Linked DNA regions of Canis lupus: region 2 is linked to region 1. The links are chromatin contacts, called in public Hi-C maps. All regions are on one chromosome and are shown on one strand. The core of a region is the stretch at or near the end of the contact, and the rest is flanking DNA. Distances in the headings are between cores, read along the strand shown. Region 1 holds the start of INPP5D (phosphatidylinositol 3,4,5-trisphosphate 5-phosphatase 1). Region 2 overlaps INPP5D (phosphatidylinositol 3,4,5-trisphosphate 5-phosphatase 1).

Region 1 (4,683 bases), core at 766-3,265:
GCCATTTTCCAAACATGGGGAGAAGAAGAGTGGGGGACCAGGAAGCTGACCATGTCAGATGGCTCAGGCAACCAGGTTAGATGGAAGTAGAGATGGGATGGGCCCTAACAGTTAGGGAAATGTGTGTGTCATATATGTGTCGTGTGTGTCCAAGGGAAGTCACGGTGGAGTCAAAGGGCGAGGGCAGTCCCACTGGCCACCCAACTCTGCTGAGAAGCAGGACTTGGTGGGGATAGAGGCCTGAAAGAGGGAGGGTGGGAAGCAGGAGAGTGTGGCAGGAAGGCAGTTATAAGAGCAAGAGTCTTGGACGTGGTGGAGGGTCTCTAGGGATGAGCTGGTCAAGGTACTAAGGGGCCAGAGTTGCAGATGGATCCTCCTGACGGGCCCCAGAGAGACCAGGGTCTTGGAGGCTGAGACCAATGAGGAGGTTAGCGGAGGTCAGCAGGGAGGCGAGAAGGGTACTAAGTGGGTGACGGGAGCATCCAGCTGGCTTCCGGAAGGCTGGAGTGTGGAGGCCAGCTCTTGTCCCCATCATTTCCCCATGTCTAGCTCAGGGCCGGCCCAGAGGACCCTCACTTCCTACACTTCCTATGTTCTGAGGGTTTGGGAGTTGAGTCACTGGTCCAGTAGGAGGAGCGGGGGAGGGGCAGTGGTCAGGGGAGAGGAAGCACAGGGTGGCTTGGGGAGGTGGGAGTGAGGACTGCGGGGGAGTTCACTGTTTCTGAAACGTCCAGAAGGAACTTCACTTGGAGCCCAGGGGCCACACTCTGGGCCTCAGAATCAGGATGTGCTTGTTCAGAATCACCTGCTGCGTGTGTGTGTGTGTGTGTGTGTGTGTGTGTGTGTCCCAGCAGGTGGGAGGTGCTGCGGGCTCCTCAGCACACGTGAGCTCCCTTAAGGTCTACGTTCTTCAAGGTAGAGAAGAGGAACCCGGGGCTCAGAGAGAGAAGCCTGGTCAGCTCCTGCAGCTCAGATGTAGATGAAGAGCTGTGGGATTCAGATGGAGGCTCACCGAGCTGGGCCTCTGGAGGGAGGTCTCTTGTCAGGTCTTGGGGCGCGAGGCCTGGGTGTGGGATTGGGGGCCACCACCCCTTGTGCAGTAGGTCAGCAGTGCTCCCGTCACCCTGGTGGGCCTGACCCAAGAACTGGGTGCACTCCAAGAGTGGGTATCCTCTTCGGAGCCCTCAGAACCTGCCGGTCCGGGATGGTGGCCCCATGGAGGCAGCTGTCCTTTGAGCCACTGACAAGTGCAGCCACGCCGGGCCTGGTAAGGGCTGCAGCCCTGCTGGCCGCCCCAAACCCGTTGAGACAGAGGACACTGAAGACAACGCTCTTTATCCTCGACCGGGTGGCCAGCCTGTGTCTGGGAAAGACCCAGAGGTGAAAACCCAGCCTGCATTCCCCCTGCGCCATGTCCCTGTCCCCAGCCCTCCACACCCTTCTGGTGTCATGCAGCTGGGCTGCCATGGAGAGCAGGGCTCCTTCACCCACAGGCCCCGGGGTGCAGGGAGGGGGGAGGATGAGTGTAAAGGTGTCATGCCACAGAGGTGTCACCTGGGTCCTCGTCGCCCTGAGCCCTCAGGCGGTGTCACGCAAGGTCTCCCAGCACCCAGGGCTGTGTGGTGCCCCGGAGCCTCTCACATGGGGAGGGGACTGGACTGGACGGTGCCCCCCGCCCCCCAATTTTGCAGGGCTCCGGGGCGGGCGGGCCGTGGCCCAGCGAGAAGCCCAGGGCGAGGGTAGGCCCGACGGAGCGGGGACCAGGGTGGGGGGACCGTGTCGCCGGGCCTCCTGCGCCCCTGTCACCTGCGGGCGTCCTGGGCCACCCCGCCCCCCGCCCCCCGCGCGGCGACGCCCCCGGGAGGCCCGGGGCGGGGTGGGAAGGTGGAGCAGCCTCCCCGCGCTCTCGCAAGGAGGAAGTTCTCGGGGCCGCCGGCTTCCTCTCCCTCGCCGAGCTCCCGAGCAGGAAGTGGCCGGGCGGGCCGGGCTGCAGCGGGCGGCGGGGGGCGCGGCGCGGGGTGCGGCGCGGGGGCCTCGGCTCCCCTCGGAGGCGCGGGCGCGGGGCGCGGGGAGGCCCCCCGAGGCCCGCCATGGTCCCCTGCTGGAACCACGGCAACATCACCCGCTCCAAGGCCGAGGAGCTGCTGTCCAGGACGGGCAAGGACGGGAGCTTCCTCGTGCGCGCCAGCGAGTCCATCTCCAGGGCCTACGCGCTGTGTGTGCTGTAAGTGCCGGGCCCTGGGGGGGGGGGGGGGGGCAGCCTGTCCTGTGTCCTGGGAGGCGTGGACCCCTCTGGCGTGTCCCCCAGATTTGCCCGGGGGTCCGGCCGAGCCCCGCGATGGGCCTGCTGGGCCTCGGAGCTCTCCTGTTCCAGCCCCGGGAGCTCCCCCAGGGCCGCCGAGGCCTGCTCCCCGGTTGGGGCTGCCCCCCGGGATCGGTGGGGCCAGGGGCCAGGAGGAGGCGGCCCTCCAGGGCAGAAGCTCGGGGCTCCCATTGGTCAGCTCAGGTGCGGGACAAGGATGCCCAGCTTGGAAACCCTCCTGGGAGAACAGATGTGGCAAGAGCGGACACTTCCAGAGCCGTAGGCGAGGGCTTTTTGGAAGCCCTCATTCAGGGAGCCAGGATATGGGGTGTGTTCGCTCAAGAAAGAGCTCTCTGTTCACCCAGAAGTTGCACTGCGGGCCCTGAGAGCAGAGAAAGTGACCATCACCTACAGGGACAGCTTCTTCTCTCCCCACCTCAGCACTGCGTGGCGTCCCCCACCCATGGTGGCCTCTCTGCCACCATCAACCCTCCACCGCCCTCCCAGCTCTGGGATATTGCTCAATGCCCCAGTTGTCTTAACAACCGGGGAACCAGCCACTTGCTGAAGGCTCTTTTTTAAAACAGACTTCTTGACCTTGTCTGAAGAAGGCCGTCACCCTGCAGGCCTGCTGTCTAACAGGGCAGTGCCAGGGCACAGCGGGGGACAGGTTGTCCCCCTGCATCTCCCAGGTAGCATCCGTAGACTTGCAGAAAGTTCCCTCGGACCAGGCAAGAGGGGAAGTAGGTCACGGAACACGGACCTGTCTTGAGCATTGAGTGTAGGCGTTGGTCTTGGTGTTATCCCATTTCATCCTCGCGGCAACCTGAACTACAGGTCCCGTATCACTCCCCATTGCAGATGAGGAAACTGAGGCTCAGATAGGTTACAAGACCAACGGTTGTTGAAGCCAGGGCCACCTGCCCAGAGGCTGCACCCAGACAACCAGACTCTTGCCACCCGCTCCTAACCATGGCAAGCCAAGTGTGAGCAGGGGGACAGCAGGAGAAGACAGGGTGCTAACAAGGACACAGCTGGCCAACGGGCCCGAGCACTGACTGCACCAGAGACCCCCCCTCCCGAGGCCAGCTTCCCTCACTCCCCCATTCTCACACTCCAGGGAAGGGACCCAGGACTTCCCCACAAGCGCTGCCCCCATGGGCACCCGCCAACTGGGTCTTAAAAGGATGGGAAGACTCTAAACTGACTCCACTGGGCCTACAGGGATGTCTCTCCTGCCTCCCTGGACCCGAGTGGAAGGCCGATGCTGTTGGGTGTTGGCTGTGTGCTAGGCCTCTGCGGAGAGCTTCCAGGGCCATAGTTCACTAACCCCTACAGTGGCCCTTTGGTCAGGGAGTGTGGGTTGTGTGCAGGTTACAGACGCAGTCTCTGACTCCACACTGGCAGCACACTGGCAAGCCAGAGCCCGGACAGGGCCTGGAGGCCCTTGGGAACCTGTGCTCCCACGACCCCTGCCTGCGGGTGGGGGAAAGCGCCTGGAGAGGGCCAGGCCTCTGGCTGGTGGCAGGCTGGGGTCCAGGCCTGGTTTCCCGTATCCCTTCCTCCACCTCTCCTGCCCTCCCCTTGTCTGCACCGAATTACTGTCAGAGCTGCAGCAGGTGTACAGGGTCCGCCTCTCAGGACAGGTGCCCGTGATGCCCACAGGTGTCCTCTCTCCTCTTAGCCGAGGCCTGGATGCCTTATCAGTCTCCTGTCCTCAAAGCCCTTTTAGGTCTAGGCCCCAGGGCTTGGATTCCTCCCTGGGGGCCCTGCTCTCTGGCCATGCCCAGGGCTCTCTTTTCCGCTCTGTTCTTTGAGGGAAGCCACCCTTCTTCCTGCAGGGTCAGAAGCCACCAAACTTTTCCCAAACCAGGGACACATCATCCCTTCACCATCTTGAATTTTGCCAATTAAGGAGATTTAAGAATGAAAAACCTGAATAACATCTAACTGCCACCTTCCAAAGGCTTATTTTGTGGGAGAAAGCATCCTTGAACATCAAAAAAGCAGAAAAAGTGTCCTTTTTAAAAAGAAAGAGCGAGAGAGAAAGAAGGAAAAAAAGAGGGAGCCAGTCCTTTCAATCAAATTAGAGTTAACTTTCGGGCAGCCCCGGTGGCACAGCGGTTTAGCGCTGCCTGCAGCCCAGGGTGTGATCCTGGAGACCCGGGATCGAGTCCCACATCAGGCTTCCTGTAAGGAGCCCGCTTCTCCCTCTGCCTGTGTCTGCCCCTCTCTCTCTCTCTGTCTCTATGAATAAATAAAATCTTAAAAAAAAAAAACAAAACAAATTAGCGTTAACTTTCCCTGTGGCCTGGTACAGACCTGGCCCCACACCGTCTGGGTCCACAGCCTAGTGCTGGGAACCCCGACGGGGCGAAAAG
Region 2 (4,683 bases), core at 1,082-3,581, 38 kb after region 1:
GAGCCCGGAGGAGACGAGGGAGGGAGCAGAGAGGGTGGTAGTGGTCCTCATGGGCAGCCGTCGGGGGGGGGGGGGGGGGGGGGGGGGGGGGGGTGCGGAGAGGAAGCTAAGAGCTTCAAGTCTGATCAGCTCCTCCATAAAGTGAGGGGTGTATGTGCCAGATTCTTTGCTGTTTGTGAAGGGCATGGGTAGAGAGCCTGAGGGAGAGTCCTTGGATCAGCTGTTGAGGGGAGGCTCAAGATGAACAAAGACCAGTTTGGGGGGAGTTGAACATCCTAGGTCTAGATCTTCCAGAAGCTGACCCTGAGCTTAATACCAGCAGTTACTCAAGAAAAGCTCCCAGGAGAAGCTTGTAAGGGGACAGGAGATGCAGGCCTGGGAAGGGTGAAGCCAAGCAAGAGTGCAGCACAGGTCAACTCTCAGATCCAGCCTGATCCTAAGAGGAGCTCTGGAGCCTGAATTACACCTCAGGGTTTGTCCCACATGGAAGCAAAGAGCTAGGCTTTTGCACACACACACTCCAGGCACACGTTGGCACCTTTGGTGGGGTGGGCACAGGGAACCTAGAGCTCCGCAGTCTCTCCTGAATCTCTGTATGAGTGAGGCGGCTCCAGTGCCCGAGGAGAATCAGGTGAGGTTGCAAGCAAAGCACAGGGCCCCCAGAAGAGCAGGGATGGGAGCCATAGAGTGGTGAAGGGATCCTAGGAGAACTGGGCAGGACACCAGCAGTATCCCACGTAAGGACCTAGCTGTGATTTGAAACTATAATTTATATGAATGCTGGTACTTTGTGTAAGCAGCTCCTCCTGCATGCCGTGATGCTTCCCTCTCCTCGCCTGATCAACTGCTGTCCATCCTTGGCACCTCAGCTGAAAATGTTGCTTCTTTGACAAAGAATTCCTGGCCCGCTGAAGTCTCTTTATAAGACCCTCCCAGGGCACTGTCTTCCCCTTACTGCCTCTGTACCTTGGAATTATCTACTTAATTGTTTACTGTATCTCACTTCTTTGCTAGACTGGCCAGGCCCTGGATGGGGCGCATGGGAAGAGACCAGTAAATTTGTGTGGGCTGCCTGCTGGCTCGATGAGCTTCCTGGCTTCCTGGTCTGCTCCAGCCCTGCTCAGATGCAGAAGGTGGTTGGGAGCTGGGCCTGGACAGTGGCTTGCCTGGGCAGGGCCTGCAGCAGTGCACGGCAGGGGTGGGGTGGGGTGGTCCCATGGAGGTAGGAGCTCTGGGGGCCATGGAGGGGTTTAGGCTTGTTGGAAAGATGGTGGGACCCAGAGGGACCCGAAGGCCTCACACAGAGGACAAGCTGGGAGGCCAGAGAGGAGACATAGTGGGAACGAGAGCACAAACTGAAGGCATTTGTTCCCTGTAGCAGATCCTCGTGTTAAAACAAGTTGTGTTTTCTCAGCTTCCTCATGGATAAGTGGAGATAATTCTTGTCATGAAATTGCAGTAAGAGGAAGGCTCTCAGAAAAAGTTCATACTTCCCTTCAAACTTGTATCTGTCAGTGTTTGCTGCATAACAAGCTCAAAAATCTAAGTGGTTCACAACAACAAACATTTCATTTCCTATAGGTCGGCTAGTTGGCTGATGTAGGCTGGGTTCTTCCGGACTCTGCTAGGCTGGGCTGGAATCCACATTTCTGGTCAGGGCCGGGTCTGCTCCTCATGCCTATATTCTTGGCCCACTTTGAAGGGCCACAGGCTCCCTGGAGCATCTCTTCTCATGGCAGATGGCAGGGGTCCAGGAGGGGCAAGCAGACCCCCACATTGTCCATTAAGCCCTGAGCTTAGAACTGGCACATTTGCCCACATTGCGTTGGTCGAAGCAAGTCATGTGGCCAAACCCAACATCATTGGGCAAAGAAGTAAACTCTTCACACTCTAGTGCAAGATGTTGTAAGGTGCCACGATGAGGGGCGTCGCTGTGGAACTCCATAGCAGCGAAGGGCCACTCAGCCACAGCCCTCCTTCCCCGTAGTCTGAAGTCTGGGCTGCTCTTGGTGTGAGGTGTTGGAGAAAGCGTGCAACCTTTCCCGTAGTACCTGCCAATCTCACTGGGATGCTGGGTGCGATGCATAGTTTCTAGCTGTCATCTGTGACCATTGACAAAGGACCCATCCTGCCCCAGGGTCTTCACTGTGGGCATGCGGTCGCCAGATGGGGACTCCACCATCCAAACACCCAAACCGCATGCTGGCAGATAGAGCACTGTCTCGGCCTGACCCCCGGCTCCGACTGTGGTGGCACCAATAGAGACCTCAGACGATGCCTCCAGAGCTGTCATTTCAGTACCAACCAGAGGTGTCAATGTCTCCCTCCTCTAGCCGGCAGCTCCTTTGATGTGAGAGGTTCAAAGCCCTCTCTAAGCTGTTCAAGTCTGTGAGGAGAGCGCGGGGCACCCTCCCACTGCACAGATACCAGAGAGCGAAAGGTAGCGATTTGGGACCTCGTGATCTCAAATCCCAGTGGGGCTCCCAGCTCACAAGTGATAAAGCCAAACAAGCTGTGGAATGCCCCCGGGGTTGACCTGGCATCTGAGGCTTCCCCCGCAGGAGAGTGCGGGAGGCACGGCTGCTGGTTCTGGGGTCGAGGCTGCAGGGCAGCCTGGGAGGAGTTGCCACAGGAGCAGGAACTGGAAGCTGGACAGGGGGAGGTTTGCAAGCCTGGGGAAGGGGCATGGGTTGAGAAATGGAGACGTTGCCTCTGAGCATCGGGGAGGGATGTGGATTTAGAAGTTAAGTGCAGACTGGCAGTGAGCAGAACCCATGCCAAGTCGTTCTGGGAAGTCTGCCCAAAACAAGGCAAGAGAAAAAGCCAAAGAACCCAGCTTCAGGAAGCAGGGACTGGTTAGAACAAGGTAGATGGGAGATCCCAGCCTGCTGGCTGGGAGTAAGATAGAGCACCGCCCCTCCCCCCAACCGGGTCCAGGCCCACCTGACCCGCTGGGCAGCCTGGTGCTCACCAGGGAGCTGGGGGTGAGCGTGGCGGAGCGTGCTGTGAGCGGGGGGCACTGATGGCCTGCTGGCTACAGCTGGTGGGTGGGGCTGGGACGGCTTGGCAGGCCCCACTTTTCTTCCTTTGAGCCTCATGCCTCCTCCCATAGCTGCCACATCATCCCCTTCTGCACATGTGAGACTCTGAACGAGCCTCGTGTCGGCTTTCATGGCTTCTGCGCCCTCAAACATGTGATTTGGGGGACCCTGCCATGGGGCAGGCCAGAGGAGACAGGACGGTGCCCACAGATAACACATGCCAGCCTCCCCACGCCCCCGTCACCGCCCACCGCAGCTCGGAGGGCAGGCCCGCTGCCACCCAGGATACGAGCTTCTCCCGCAAGCCGGGTTTCACACCACCCAACCCACCCACTGAGCCGCTGGAGGCTGAAGTCTGCCGGAGAATCTCCAACCACCTGGTTCCACCCCGAGTTGGCAGCTCCCCGCGTCTGGTATCCTCCCTCCTGTCTAGCTAGAAAGTCCGTGGGTCCCCACCCACCGCCTCCCATCCTCTCTTATCTGGAAGGCTTGGGCGCTGCTCTTCTGACAGTGTCGCTGACCACCCATGCAAGTTGCTTAACCACTCCGAGACGCCGTTTTCTCAACTGTGAAATGGGGCACTGGCACCCACCTGTGACATTACATACACCATAAATTAGATCGCATACCCAGCATACCTGGCCCAGCTCAATTTCTTCCATTTGGGGAGTGGAGTCATCACCTAGGAAGAGCCAGAGAGGTTCTGGGCGACCCCTCCTCAGAGGGACCCTGCCCCTGTCCTGGCTCAGGACGCACAGCGGGGAGCCGTGTTCTTGCCACTTCAAACCTATCTTCTGTCCCTGGGAGTTCTGTGGGGGACTGTTCACTGCTGGAAAACAAGGAGCAGTCCCAGGACCTGGAGAGCCCATGGTCCCCGTCTGCTCCCTCCCCACCATTCACAGCTCATGGCTCTCCAGCCCCTAGAACCCACAACACCAGGCTGTTTACAGCACATGGCAGCTCCAGCTTCCTGCAGCCTGATTGCCAGAAAGTGGCCCCTCCAAAAGCTCCCACAAATAGTCTGGGACATCTTGGAAGACCCCTCAGTGTGCCTCCGCCAGCACTGAGCCTTTTTCTCCTTTGTCACCTCCCACTTGTGAGGCGCTGTGTCAGGGGAGACCCTTGAAGAAGGTTTGTGCTGCCCTCTGAGCACCCCGAGGTCACCAGGGTCCCTGCCCCTGCCTCCGTCCACTTGTGCCATGTCACCCTCTGGTTATCTTGCTATTCTCGGTACGTCAGGATCATCACAGTCATCTGAGCATCAAAGATGTTTCCAAGATGTAGTTTTTGTGCAGAAACCGACAGAAGCCTAGAGACCAGGAATGTTTTTATACCCATTTTTTAAATATCTGGCTCGCTCAGACAAGTTGCCTCGTAAGCCCATCTCCTGTGTGTGTGTGTGTGTGTGTGTGTGTGTGTGTGTGTGTGTGCTGGTGTGTACGTGTGCATGTTAAGTAGATGGGTTAGGTTGCATAAACTCATTTTTTAAAAGGATTTTATTTATTTATTCATGAGAGACAGAGAGAGAGGCAGCGACACAGGCAGAGGGAGAAGCAGGCTCCCTGCGGGGAGGCCGATGCAGGACTCGATCCCGGGACTCCAGGATCACTCCCTGGGCTGCAGGCAGGTGCTCAAGCACTAA

The links. Hi-C and Micro-C count contacts between places; a contact is called where the count stands out from the background.
Region 2: a Hi-C map of blood shows a contact between it and region 1, with 3 times the contacts expected there. The contact joins the enhancer-like site here to the promoter of INPP5D in region 1. A contact is called at or near these places in 2 of 9 Hi-C or Micro-C datasets (both in blood).

The regions. Positions count from the first base shown.
Region 1 is chr25:44,795,407-44,800,089 of UU_Cfam_GSD_1.0, forward strand. INPP5D (phosphatidylinositol 3,4,5-trisphosphate 5-phosphatase 1) reads left to right here and starts at 2,016. Exons shown (of 27, transcript XM_038574220.1): 1 at 2,016-2,224. The coding sequence starts at 2,091.
Region 2 is chr25:44,833,555-44,838,237 of UU_Cfam_GSD_1.0, forward strand. All of the region lies in intron 2 of INPP5D (phosphatidylinositol 3,4,5-trisphosphate 5-phosphatase 1), which reads left to right. Among named protein-coding and RNA genes, the nearest start is that of INPP5D, 38 kb to the left of the region's middle. Within about 2 kb of position 2,332, at least 3 of the 20 cell types and tissues checked have an H3K27ac peak or open chromatin away from gene starts, as enhancers often do. A contact at or near this core is called in blood, where this site is marked.